Linked DNA regions of Mus musculus: all the other regions are linked to region 2. Evidence: chromatin contacts called from public Hi-C data. All regions are on one chromosome and are shown on one strand. Each heading gives the region's core, a stretch centred on a gene start, on an enhancer-like site or on the middle of the called end of the contact. The rest is flanking DNA. Distances are from core to core; before and after follow the strand shown. Region 1 overlaps Ctnna3 (catenin (cadherin associated protein), alpha 3). Region 2 holds the start of Lrrtm3 (leucine rich repeat transmembrane neuronal 3). Region 3 overlaps Ctnna3 (catenin (cadherin associated protein), alpha 3).

Evidence for each region. Hi-C and Micro-C count contacts between places; a contact is called where the count stands out from the background.
Region 1: a contact with region 2 is called in a Hi-C map of cerebellar granule neurons, with 4 times the contacts expected there. The contact joins the enhancer-like site here to the promoter of Lrrtm3 in region 2. A contact is called at or near these places in 1 of 39 promoter capture datasets (hippocampal neurons), 4 of 484 Hi-C or Micro-C datasets (brain, cerebellar granule neurons and cerebellum) and 2 of 9 other capture datasets (adipose tissue and liver).
Region 3: a Hi-C map of cerebral cortex shows a contact between it and region 2, with 5 times the contacts expected there. The contact joins the enhancer-like site here to the promoter of Lrrtm3 in region 2. A contact is called at or near these places in 2 of 484 Hi-C or Micro-C datasets (cerebellum and cerebral cortex), 1 of 115 datasets of contacts at active chromatin or transcription factors (embryonic stem cells) and 2 of 9 other capture datasets (adipose tissue and liver).

The regions. Positions count from the first base shown.
Region 1 is chr10:64,128,855-64,132,936 of GRCm38.p6, forward strand. The region is part of intron 7 of Ctnna3 (catenin (cadherin associated protein), alpha 3); the gene reads left to right. Among named protein-coding and RNA genes, the nearest start is that of Lrrtm3, 41 kb to the left of the region's middle. Within about 2 kb of position 2,112, at least 9 of the 459 cell types and tissues checked have an H3K27ac peak or open chromatin away from gene starts, as enhancers often do. A contact at or near this core is called in cerebellar granule neurons and cerebellum, where this site is marked.
Region 2 is chr10:64,088,683-64,093,213 of GRCm38.p6, forward strand. It overlaps Lrrtm3 (leucine rich repeat transmembrane neuronal 3), which reads right to left and starts at 1,573. Exons shown (of 3, transcript NM_178678.4): 1 at 1,028-1,573; 2 at 1-700. The coding sequence starts at 1,031. The region is part of intron 7 of Ctnna3 (catenin (cadherin associated protein), alpha 3); the gene reads left to right.
Region 3 is chr10:64,037,474-64,042,044 of GRCm38.p6, forward strand. The region is part of intron 7 of Ctnna3 (catenin (cadherin associated protein), alpha 3); the gene reads left to right. All of the region lies in intron 2 of Lrrtm3 (leucine rich repeat transmembrane neuronal 3), which reads right to left. Among named protein-coding and RNA genes, the nearest start is that of Lrrtm3, 50 kb to the right of the region's middle. Within about 2 kb of position 2,843, at least 35 of the 459 cell types and tissues checked have an H3K27ac peak or open chromatin away from gene starts, as enhancers often do. A contact at or near this core is called in cerebellum and cerebral cortex, where this site is marked.

The DNA.
Region 1 (4,082 bases), core at 862-3,361, 41 kb after region 2:
CAGGGGCTCTGTATGGCTCTGACTCCACTCAGATAGTCTTTTTATTAGATCTCATACCTATTTAAGCTTAGGCTTAAGTTGAGACACTGCTCTTCATGATTTGTGGGGTTAAAAGAGCGACTGTACTTCCTGCTTTCTCTACCATGCTTTTTCTTGTTACTGACAAAGCTCAGGCACCAGAAGAACAAAGTGTCTTGTACATACATGACAGTGCTTTAACAAAACCCATGACTTTGTGTGATTCCTCTGAAGACCCATAAGAGTAGGAGGTAAATTTGTTGGGAGAAAGAGGGATTAGTGGATAGAAAGGAAGTAAGAGAAGGTAGAGCAGTTAATGTCACCAGAATGTATCACCTATGTACGAATGGTCAAAGAATGCTCTTAACTGCTAAGCCATCTCTCCAACCATAAGGAAAGAGACTAAATGGGATTGTCTACATCAAAGCTGCATGTCTGAATGCCTGTGGAGGATTGTCTTCATTGGCAATTAAAAGGAAGGCTCAGGAAGACTAAGCCCACGAAGGGACATGCTATTCCCTAGGCTAGGTTCTGAACTATATGAAAGTGAAAGTAGTAAGCAAGGAAGGGCATGCTCTTTTCTCTGTTTGCTCTTGACTTCAGATGTCATGTGACCAGGTGCTTGAACTCCTATCTGAACTTCCCTGGAACAGTGGACTAATGGTGGGCCTGTCAGCCAAATTACCCTTTCCTTCCATGTGTTGGGTAATTTTATCACAGCAATAGCAAGGAAACTAAGATACTTTGTAAATCATTTTACCCCATTTATCAATTTAGGGATAGGTTCTTATTTTAGTATCACAGAGGACAAAGAAGAGAAGCAATAATTCTTACAAACTGGAATCTGACTCTTTTGTTTAATTTAGTGGCTAGCAATTCTGAAACCTGTCTCCATGTTAGATTTACCAGGAATGGTTAAGATAAATTACTGATTTCAGATGGCATTCTGATTCTGATGGAATTGGTCAAGTAGGCTGAATATTGCCTACATGTTTGGGAACTTAAGGAGCCTCCAGGTACTCTTGTTAAAACCCACTGATTAGCCTAGCAATTTTACCTCCTACTGTAGTCACTAGATCAAGTGGACTGAGTTAAAATTGTTCTAAAGCTCATTATGTCAGTTTTGTCTTTGCATGCTTTTGGACCCATTGCTTTTATTTTTCCTCATAATCAATGGTTTCATTTTTCTCAACATGCCTTTGATGCTTTCATCTTGAATCTAGTTTTTAAATTCTGCCAAATCTTTTATTTACTAATTCTTTAAAAAGATGATTTTAATGGAAATTAAATTGCATCCCTTTTCACTTTCCCTTTTCTTCCATTAGCCACTCCCAGATACACTCCCCAGAACTCTTCCCCTGTCCCCTCTACATTCAACAAACATACATATGGATGTAGGTCACAATAATAATCACTGAGCCTACAAGTTTTAACCCCAAACTCAAGCTTTCTCCTGTGTTAAGGGGGTCATGTGGCCTATGTCTTAAAGCAGCAAGGGAGGGACAAGCAAGGATTAAAACTAATGCCTCATGTCCAGGTAGACAATTCCTCCTGAAGATCAGATGACACCACATTGTTTCGGTGGAAGAACGTTGACATCCTGCATGCTCTGTGCGAACCACCCCATGCCTCGTGCCATTGGCACTCTGGACCACATATTGGCAGTGATGCACTTAGCAGATGGGGCCGAGTGCAGGCAGTGAAGTGTGCAAGCGCTCTCTCTCGCTCGCTCTTTGAATTGATTAATGGTTTTGATGGCAGAAATTCAAGGCCAGAGCGTTGGGATGACTGTCTTTGTGTTGTACGCAGTGTCTGCAATTAAAGCTCTAGGGCTACTCCTTTTTTTCTCTCTGACTCAAGCTTAATTAATTTTAAATTAAAACAAATAGTTTCCATGACCACATGAGGTACATTTGGGGGTTTGGCTCATCAGGATTAGCATGATGAAGTCTCCACCCCTTCATTATCCTCCACAAAAGACCCCCACGAAGAAGATGGAAAATGCCATCCAAAGTGGCATGTTGCTACTAAATATTTTGATATATGCATGACATTTTCATATCCGTGTCCTATGTAGAGAAACTGTAGGTGTCCTTGTGGAGGGTGCCAGTGGCCTAATGTAGCATAGAGTCCCTGTGGGTATTTGGCGATGCTCTACAGCCCAAGGAAGCTTCTCGCCAGGGCTTCAAGAGTTATTTTAGGCTAGTTCCTAGTCTAAAATAAAGATACCTTCTGAAATGTGGTTTGCAGATGAAACTTGATAATCACGTCTTGCCTGGTTATCCTTGTCTAAATCTGCTTTGTTGGTTAAGGCTGAGTTCTGAAGCAAAGAAGATCAGGAGTTCACTTTCCATGTGTGTGACTTGGCTTATTCTCCTATATTGTCACAGATTTCTCTTTTGATCTTCCTGGGGATCTTATAGGTAGGCACCTTTACTTTGCAAAAGAGAATTGATAATCACTATCCTCACCCTTCCTAGGAGAATGAGGCCAGCATGTTACATGAAAGGCAGCCAAAATCTGAGATTATTTTAACATGCTTCTGGGTCCAGAGGCTCTCTGGGGGAGTGAGTATTTGTGTGTGTGTGTGTGTATCTTTGTATTGGAGTGTATGTGAATATATATGTATGTATATGCATGCATATCTGTCAGTGCCTGTGTGTGTGTAATATATATATATATATATATATATAAAATATGTGTCAGTCTCTCTTTGTGTGTATTGTGTGTATGTGTCAGTGTCTATGTGTTGGGGTATATGTGTGTATGTATTTATACATGTGTATATGTCAGTGTATATGCAATATATATTGCATGTATATGTGTCATTCTCTCTCTCTGTCTCTCTCTCTCTATCTCTCTCTCTCTCTCTTTGTGTTACATGAGTTCTTACTTGTCAATTAGAGCCGGAGGCTGAGTTTGTGCAGAGTTGGTCAGTTGGATAAGAATAAACAAGCACACAAGTTACTTTGCTTCATCATGACATAGAGCACAGTCCTGTCAGCTTTTGCCTACAGAAACTATGTATAGTCTCTGCATGCTCAACATGTTGCCACCTATATTCTCAATTTACCTGACTTCTCTGTGCTGGAGGACCATGTAAAAAATGACATCAGAAAAGATTCTGATCCATGTGTTTGAGTAGTACTGGAACCAAGCTTCTGTAAGCTTCTTCTTGGGTTGTCCCTGCAGTGATTATGTTCTTATAGAGAGCCTAGAAGCAGAAGCATCTGTAAACACGGAAGTTGGGAATTATAGTGAATGAGAAAATGTCTTCCAGGAGGTAGCATAGAATAACCCTTGAAAGTATCTATGGGGCTGATGTAGGATGAAGAGAAACTAGCAGAATTGAAGTCTGCTTAAGTAGCAAGACCTTCTCTAGCCAGCCTGCTGATACTTGAGAAGTCTCTTAGAGCCTTACCCCACTCTGCCTACTTTTTCAGAAAGTATTTTATATGTATGAATACCTACAGAAAGTGTGCTGCACTTCTTAGAAATAGAGCTACAGGCTTTTGTGAGCCACCATGTGGGTGCTAGGAACCAAATCTGGGCCCTCTGTAAGAGCAGAAAATGTTCTTAATAACTGAGCTACCACTGCAATCTAGAAGAGTGGCTCTCAATCTGTGCATCAAAGTTCCTTTGGGGGTCATAGATCAGGTATGCATAGCAGATATTTACATTACAATTCAGAACAGTAGCAAAATTGCAGTTATGATGTAGGAACAAAAATAATTTTATGGTTGGGGGGTCACCACTCCATGAGGAACTGTATTAAAGGGTTGCAGCCTTAGGAAGGTTGAGAACCACTGCTGTAAAATCCCTACCTCCTGTCTGTTATCCTGGAGTTAGAAGACAGAGCTTTCTTCGGGACAATACGTCCGTGTAGAGATCTTACTAAATTCTGATTTCTCCTTTTAGGAAGACCGCTGTTATTGTGCATGCTGCTGTGCTTAAGACAAATTCTGTTTTGTCGGTGACTTAATGTAAGAATAGGATTAAAAGAACTAATATTCATCTAATAAAAAAACACTGGTGTTCCTCATGCTGCACAATTGATATTTCCC
Region 2 (4,531 bases), core at 323-2,822:
TACAAGTTCTGAAGGCTCACCAGCCTTGGGAACAGGGCCAGGTTGAGCTTGGAAAATTGATTGTGCTCCAGGTGAAGCTCTTTGAGTCTGATCATGCCAGCAAAGACATTCCTGGCTAAACTTCGGATCCGGTTGTATCCCAGGTCCAGAAGTTCCAGGTTGCGACAGTCTTGGAAGATCCGCACCGGGATGGTTCTCAGTGAGTTGGAGCGGAGGTGTAAACTAAGCAGCTTCCTCAAGCCCCGGAACTGTTCCGATCCCAGAGAATGGAGCTGATTGTAGGACAGATCCAAGTTCCGTAAATTGGTCACAGGTCTGAAGGTGTTGTTAAGGAAATAGGAGATTCTGTTGGAACTCAGAATCAACTCTTTGAGTCTGCGTATCCCATTGAAAGCATTCTCGTCGATATTGCTGATGTGGTTGTGGTCAAGGTAGAGCCAGGTGAGCTGATTGAGCCCTTTAAATTGATTATACTTAAGTTTTTGGAGGCTGTTGTAGCGAAGGGATAAACCCAAGCAACCGGCAGATATACTCGAGGGTATCTCCTGCAGTTTCTGAGACTCACAGTATACCATTTTGCCTTCACACCTACAACCCTTAGGGCATCCTCGTTCAGCAGAAGAAAGCATTGTCAGTAAGACAGTGGGTGCTAGAACCACCGCTACAGCTGATCCTCGCAGTAGCCTAATTACATTGAAACCTGGAAATAAAAACAACTTAGAAAAGTTATCCCCCCAAAACGAATGCATTTTTTTTAACCAAGCAAAACTAGCTGTTCATTTCCACATTCAGAAATGTAAACATTTAGATACCATTTAGCATCAAACATCATCTTTGTAATAGAAGGATATTGCATATTTCTATCAGTTAAACAAGGAAATGTAGCCACTGATAATTGAATTTATAGTCTTAGACCAGAGAAAGATAATCTTTAAAACAATTAAAGCAGAATTATTACATAGACTTAGAGGATTTTTTTTCAATTTTTTTTTCTTAAGAAGGAAAGAAGAAAAATATCAAAACATACCCATCCTTTGTATTGTTCAAAGGTCGTCCTTAGGTCTTTTGCTTTGGCTTAGGGGCCGCCTGCATGACAGCCCCTGTCAGCTGCAGTGGAGTGAGTCAGGGCTCGCTGACACCCAGGAAGAAAAATTGGACCCCTTGGGAGATGGACCGATTTTGGAACATTATTCTTTACCAGCCATGCAGAACACTCCAAGAACAAATAAATCCCAACACCGCATTCGCAGCAAAACATCCGAGTCTTCCTAGGTAATAGGATCTTCATGGATATTACGTTTTTGCATCTTTACAGTGTGTGTGTGTGTGTGTGTGTGTGTGTGTGTGTTAAAAAAAAAAGAAAAAAACTGGCTCCTACAATTTCTTCTCAAAACCCATAATGTATTCCTCTAGGCAACGTGGGGCTACCTGTGCTGCCACATCTGTATTCCATAGTCCGGCGAACCCGTGGTGGTGAGCACCCAGTTCAGCCTCGGAGCTGCGTTGGAGCCCAGAAGGCAGGAGAGCCGGGTTCCGCGCACACTCTCAGCTCACTCCCGCAGACTGTCATTCTGTAAGCCGCTCGGACTGTTGCTTCGGTTTCAGTGAATGCAGTCTTATGTAAAGCTGCCCCCAGTGGTGGGGAACACTATGGGCATGTGCAGAGCTGGCTCTCTTTTATCTTGCAAATGAGCAGGCTCTGCTGGAAAATGAATGGTTCTTTTGGGTGGCTCAATAGGAAGTGAATGGTCAACGTAATCAATAACTAGCAACATTTTCCGTGATACCCAAGTCTTGTTTTACAATTTGGCAACGCCTGTAACTGTCTGCGTCTGCTTAATCGACAAACATGTGCTTCCCAGAGTTGTGGGGTTTTTTTCTTTTTTTCTTTTTTTTTCTCGAGCTTGACGTTAAGTTCACAGATCGAATGTCAAATTTTCTTAACCTCAGTGTAGGCTTTGAGCTGAAATTTATAAAATGAATTATTGAGCTCTTCACAAAACTGCGTTCAGAGCGTGCCTGTTTGACCTCTCGGAGTCACCGTGATTATATTATGCAAGGTGTCTCAGAATGCTAGACTACATCGGCTTTGCAATGGACAGAATGACTGATGACACACAAATTAATAGGGCTAATGGCTTTTCTGTTTTTCCCACAAAAGATATAATTGGTTTAATGTTTATGACTGCGTTATGGCTTGTTTTGGTTGCTCTGGGCTTTTTTTTTTTTTTTTTTTTTTTTTATCAGAAGAGAAATGAACCATTTTTAGTGCTAGTATTAGGACCCCAAGATCATTTGGTTCATGGCTTATTGATGTTGCTCCTATTTATCACATTAATAATATTTATTGGGTGCTTTCTAAGTCCTTTAAATGAAGGCTCCATCCTGTTTTTTCGTTCAAGTCACCAGCCTGCAGGTCCCACTGCCATCTACATTTCCAAGGTGAAGGACCTGAGACTTAAATGGGGTCACCTGCTCCAGGCTCCAGGATATGGCCACGAGGAGCAAGAGCTTCTAGGCAGAACAAGTATGTCTTTCAATGCTTCACCAGGCACCAGTTCCTTTTAAGGGGCATCTCTGTGCTCAGTGAATCTGGTGACCATTGGGATAGACCAGGGTAGGGAAGCTGTACAGAGCTCTAGAGACTCTAGGTCTATGCAGGCTCATCCTTGCTAAATTGAGCCCCTGCATCACCTTGTACGGCTTACTCATCTCTCTGTGCTTCCATGTTCTCACCTGCAAAATTGGACATGATAGAGAAATTACATCATAGGCATATGCTGAGGATTAAGTGACATCTTTGTCTGTGGTTGTGGTACTGGGATTGAACACAGGACCCTGGGCTCAGCCCTGTGTCATTTTGCTATCCCAACGTGCTTAGCTTCTGTGGGTATCACAGACATGGAGCAAGTATCATCTCTGCTACCGGTACAGAGGTTGCTTTTTAATATTGAATGCTGCCCGTATTAACTGTTCACAAAGAACTAATTCAGCGAGCAGTTTTTATGTTATGACCAGTGGGGAGATTCTCATGCCTTTATCATCTCCACTTTCTATTTAAAATTAACGTTTTAGTTCTGTGGACTATGTCTAGTAACTGACGCTCGACGTTTCTTTATCCCAAAGCACAGCATGACACGTGGCCTTACGGGGTTTGCCATTTTCTGTAAATAATTATTATTCTTTAAAGTATTTGTCTTGTTTATATTAGGTATATTGGCAGCATCTCAATGAGATATTATCCAGGGGCAAGCAGTTTGGTAAATGCTAATCATGAGAATCGAAGGGGTCATAGGCATAGGCCTTGGATATTATGTTATTGATAGTGTAGTGATTATCTTGAACTTACACACATTGTTGCTGTATCTAAAGCTTATTAAAAAACATTTCCTCTTCTATTCCCCAAGATTCTATTTTAAGGGGATGGAAGGTGTTGTTTTTTTTTCTTTTTCTTTTTTTATTGAGAATTTCATATGTGCATATATCATATTTTGATCAAATCTACCCTCCAACTCCTCCTCTAAACCTTCTGACCCTTTTTGATTCATTTTCATATGCTCATGTTCTCTCTTTCTCACTCTCTCTCTCTCTCTAAACCTACTAAGTCCTCTTAATGCTGCTGTAGGTACTTGGGTTTAAGACCAGCTACAGTGGCATGGGAAAATGTAGGTTTCCTTCATGAATGCAGCCAATGAGATGGCTACATTTTTGATGGGCAAGGATATTTAAGAAACTCAGTAAAAAGGAGAGGAGAAAAAATGGAGATGTCTGGTATTGAGATGTGTCTTCTAAGTGATCACTTTCTGTGTCTCAGTTACTTTAACACAACAGTGCTTGACATGTCTCAGAGGCACAATATATTTAGTCAGTATCCACAATAGCTGTACTATAAGCTTATTGTGTAATGGTAGTCTTTTTATAAGATATATTGAAATATTTTATTATGTGTCTTTGGTAGTATACACTAATTATACATAGTTTAATGATCACATTTTTATACTCATGCATGATGCATCGCAGTCAAATTCTACCCGAGATTCTCTCCTTGGGACCTAGTTTCTGATTACCCTTTCTATGCCATATTTAGGCTCTGACAAACATCTAATAGGATGCATGTGTACTAAGTGGCTGTCAAGAGTCAGCCCTGTTCCTAGGTATGTCGAGGAGAGTGGATAAATACATCCAAGACTCTCAACACAAAGCCACATGTTATTTCTGGTTCATTTACTGTCTATCTGGTCTACCATCAGGTCCCAAGAGGAGTCCGTATCAGAGCAATAACAGGGAGGGAGGATTCCAGTCTCTAGAAGGAACAATATATGTCATGCTACGTTTACACACGACTTGTTGAGTCTAGAGATTTCCTCTATTAGTGAGATTGGAAATAACATCAAGGGAAGTAGCCTTAAATGATGTGTGTGAGAGTTAGGAGAAAACGAGACGATTAGTAGGTCCTCACTCTTGCCAGGGACACCGCTCATCTTCATAGTTAAACCATAAGTTTCACAGGAATAGTAAATATGCTTTGAAA
Region 3 (4,571 bases), core at 1,593-4,092, 50 kb before region 2:
TGTGTGTATACATATGTGTGTGTGTGTATGTATGTGTGTGTTCGTGTGTGTATATGTGTGTGTGTATGTGTGTGTTCATGTGTGTATATGTGTGTGTTCGTGTGTGTATACGTTTGTATATGTGTGTGTGTATGTTTGTGTGTGTATGTGTGTGTTAGTGTGTGTATATGTGTGTGTGTATGTGTGTGTTTGTGTGTGTATATGTTTGTATATGTGTGTGTGTATATGCTTGTATGTGTGTGTGTGTGTGTGTTGATCTCTCAACATCTCCTGTAATTACTTTTCTTTCTATCTTTATGTTTGGTTAATTTTCACTGCCCCTTTCCCACAAGTAGAAAGCAGCTCCTCAGCTTGTTGCTCCCCTGCCTTTCATTCTTTGCTTCGGTTTGTTTTCTTCGCACATTCCAAATGCTATTTTCTATCCATGGAGCCCCCTCTGCCAAGCTGGCTGTGTTCCTTCCCGGGTTCTCTAAACCAGTGATTAGTGACATCACATTCTGAAAAGAATGCTGTTCCGGAGAATATGTTCACGTCTGGTAAATACTTGGCCTTGATGTAGAAAGTGGGCTCGGTGGTCCATGGCATCTGGGTTAATGCCTGGCATGTTTTACCTGTGAAGTGAATGTCTGATGATGGGATGAGTGCTTAAGGACACAGTCTCCAGTGAAAAGAGTTGAGACAAAGCCACTATGGAGTAGGTAGCACTAGCGAGATAGAAAACCTATCTGAGTTTCGTCACTGTCATCTGTGAAACAAGGTACAACAATGTCTACCATAGGACTTCTGTAAGAAGCAGAGGATGTAATGCATTCAGAGATGCTGCATGGATCCTAGCTCGCAAGAAACACCCAGGTGTTCACTATTAATTTCATCTTTATTATTGTACAGCTGTGCGTGATAAATGTCTTTTTTTTTCCCTCAGGAAGTCAACATTCACAGTAAAATTTTAGCAGGGCGAGTTTACTGTCAGACTTTTCATTGTTTTACCAGAAACACTTAAAGAGTAAATATTAGCTTATTAGCAAGCAAAGGGGTATGAAGTAGAAATCAGTAAGGTATACATTAAATCATGCTACGCTTTGCTTCTGTTTATATCTTAAGCAGCTGTGTGTTCAAGAGTAGTGAGATAACTCTTTTACTTCTTTAGGCAATTCAGATCTATTGGAGTTATTTTCCCTGGGTTTCACCATGGTGTCCCTAAGGCTGTTTGTTTGTTGACTATGACTGGAGTTGCTTCTCCTTCACAGCCTTTGCTGCTGGCACACACTTTGGGGCTTCAAGTACCAGGATCTCTTTTATCTGCTTCCTTCACCTCACTCTATTTCCTGATGGATCATTCAAAGATCATTTAACCCTGTTTCTCATATCCGTTTATAGGAAAACATTGCAGCCTCTGAGGAGTTCTTGTTCCTGGATGTGTGTATCCTGGGCTGCCTGTCGGATGGACTGGTCCAGAATGAGCAGGGGCACCAGGGGAGGTGGAATGTGCAAAGAGCACCTCTGTTCCCATTATACATTTTGTCCTTAGGGAACTGAAATCAAGTTTCTCTAGAGGGCATAGGTTCTGCTTCCAAATTACTTCTTGAGAGGACCAAGAGAGACAGAAAACATTCATTTAGCATTCTCAGGCATGTGCAGGGAATGTGTGCCTATCAATAAAGGAAAGCTAATTAAAACCCAGTCCAAGAGTCAATCCAGAGGGTGTTTGAAGGAAGGGAAGTGACACACTTTCTTGATGTGCCCAAGACAGTTATGGGATAAGCTACGGAACACAAAGGTAAAAATTGCTCATATTTAGTGGTGTCTAGTGAAGGGTCCTGTATTTTTGATGGGAAAACTCAATCTCAATCAATCAATCAATCAATCAAACAACAACACAACCACAAGCAAACAAATAGAGAGATTCTATAGGTACAGTCGTAGTATTTTTCTAGAGTTTTCAGAGACAAGAAGTTAATCACTTCCATCTACTTATCCTGATATGGAGTCATCTGTCCCATCGCTTAAACCCGGTAAGTCAGCCAATACAGGGGTCCATTATTGTTTCCATACATTATGCTGCTATGGACATTTCTAATTTAAAATGTAATCTGCACTTCATCACTACTCTCTATTAAGCCCTCACGCCTATTTCCCCCTTTGCGGTCTCCCCTGAAAAGCAGAAGCTCAGAATTACTTGCTGTAGGTCATGCTCACCGACCCATGCGCTCCACTACTTGCGATGCTTTGCTGTTGTTTCTGCTTTGGGCCAGAGCCTGGTTTGCAGAACAGAGCCCTTAGCATTTTCTTGCTTATTGGGACTGTCTGAAATGAATGTTAACTGCAGCTCAGAAGAGAGCTATAGCACACTCATCACGAACCACCCTCACATATGCAGCTCTGCCACGCACCCTGTCTCCCTCCCCTCTTCCTCTGCTTCCATCTGGAAGGGCCTGTACAAAACCCACTGGAGCCTAAACACAGCTACATTAGCCGGGGACGCCTCTGGTTCAGTCACCAGGAAGAGATCTCATTGGCATGATGTGCCAGGGTACCCCGCCAGGTCCAGACTCTTGTCTAGTACAGAGATGAGGATCTCAGAAGGTGCTTGGATTGGAAAGGAGTCTGAGGCGGCCAGAGTATCTATCTTACTGCAGAGTGTGCTGATCCCATAGACACTGCAGCGTCTTGAAAAATAATAAAAAAATATTTTGCTCATTAACTTTTTAAGTCATGCTGGCCTGGCGAAATCAATATAACATGTTGTAATTGATTCATGGAATGAAAAAGCCGGGCCTGACTGGTGAACTCTGCAGTTGGCTGCTCCAGGCACCAGGTCCTTGTTCTCATTAGCGCACTTCCTTTAGCACTGCCTGAGCCAAGGGCGCAGTCGGAGCTGGAAGGCTCCAGTCCTCTGCAGACAGGCTGTTTGAGACGTAGCTTGCATCGTCTCCCTGGGGTCTTATGCTTTCCCTCTGTCTCTGTTCCCATTCAGGTCAGCTGAAGGACTTCAGCCTCTTCCTCATGGTCCCTGACGACCTCAGAACAGCTTCCCGGGGCCGCAAGCCTCCATTTACACCAATCACTTGACATTTTAATCTATGTGCTCCCTCCTCCTTCTCTCACCTTTTCCTTCTTCCCTCAGCCTGTCTTATTCCATCTGTCCCATCTTCTCATCGATCTCTCTCATTCTGCTTTTTTTCCCCTATAACCTCACAAGGTGAACCTTTATTTTCCTATTTTGTCCTTTTAAAATTCAGAGCCTAACTCTTTCATCCCCAAGACAATATTTTATGTTTCTTTGCCAACCCCTGCTAAATTATGTTCGTGCATTACCCTTAAAAACGGAGGTGACTCGTATATAAACTGAGCTGGGCTCTGTGACTTTGCATCCAGCTATTTTCTCAGGGATCATGGAAGAGAAGTGTATCCCCAGAACATTGAAGGGTTTATTCTTTCTCGATGGGTTCCTGTCTATTTAAAGCACTGTGCATGCAGCCCCCTTGGCCCCTCACTTAAGATAGAAGGAGCTGTTCTCAAACTGTCAAAAGTGACCAAGAGCAATCACAGCATCTAGGAACACATTGCCGAGACCAATAGACAACTTTACTCATATTCACGTGGATTTCATCTTCTTTTTGTTCTTTTGATGGTAGCCACTTCAGGAGCAAGAAAGTGGTAAGAATTACAGAACACTGCATCCGGGAGTGATCAATAGTGTTCTTACTGCCTAGGTGGCTGGAGGCTCTTGGAATTTCTCCACACGGGGCCCTGTTTATTGCAGCTCATGCCGCACACACACGGTACAGCAGTTTTTTACTGAGCTGAATGTTTTTCATCTATCTTAAATCTTGCATAATATTGCACCAGCACTGGACATTACTGTCACTTTAGGATGTGCAACATTGTACCAAAAATTAACCACCGATGCCATATTAAAACAGCTGCAGGGTTCAATTTAGCTACAGCCGGAAGAAAATGTTATGCTATGGAAGTTGGCCAGAATTGCGGCATAGCTATGCTATAAATGAGGAGAAGAAAGGAATTGAGGTCAAGCTGCCAAAAAAAGATAGAAATGGGAGCCAGGGAGCGTAATTCATACGGTCAATGGCAATTCAAAAGGACTCAGATCCATGAAGTATGTGCCTGGGTGAGCAGATGCAGGGTTGTAGCAGGGGGGAATCTCATCAGATTGGAAATTAGAGATACAAATGAAGGTAGAAAGAAAACACCTACCTATAGATGTGATTCACCATAGTGATTCATCTTTGGGACTCACTATATCGACTGCGGAACGTATCGCTAGAAAAACTAGGGATGCTTGAAATCAATTTTGAGAAGTACATTCCAATGTTCAAGGAGCGGCTGCAAAGCAAGGCTGTTAAAAATGCAAGGCTGTCTGGAACCCCCCTGGAGCCCAAGCTGCCCTCTGAGAATGGGCCGCCATGAGATACAACAGTTGTCATTTGAAGGTAAACTGTTGGAGAGTTCTGTTGGTACACCTTTGTAGTGAACACCAACGTGGCAACATTTCCCTTTCCACGGAATCGTGGGCTTCTGAGGTTCTCATTAACGGTGGTGGGACCATCTGT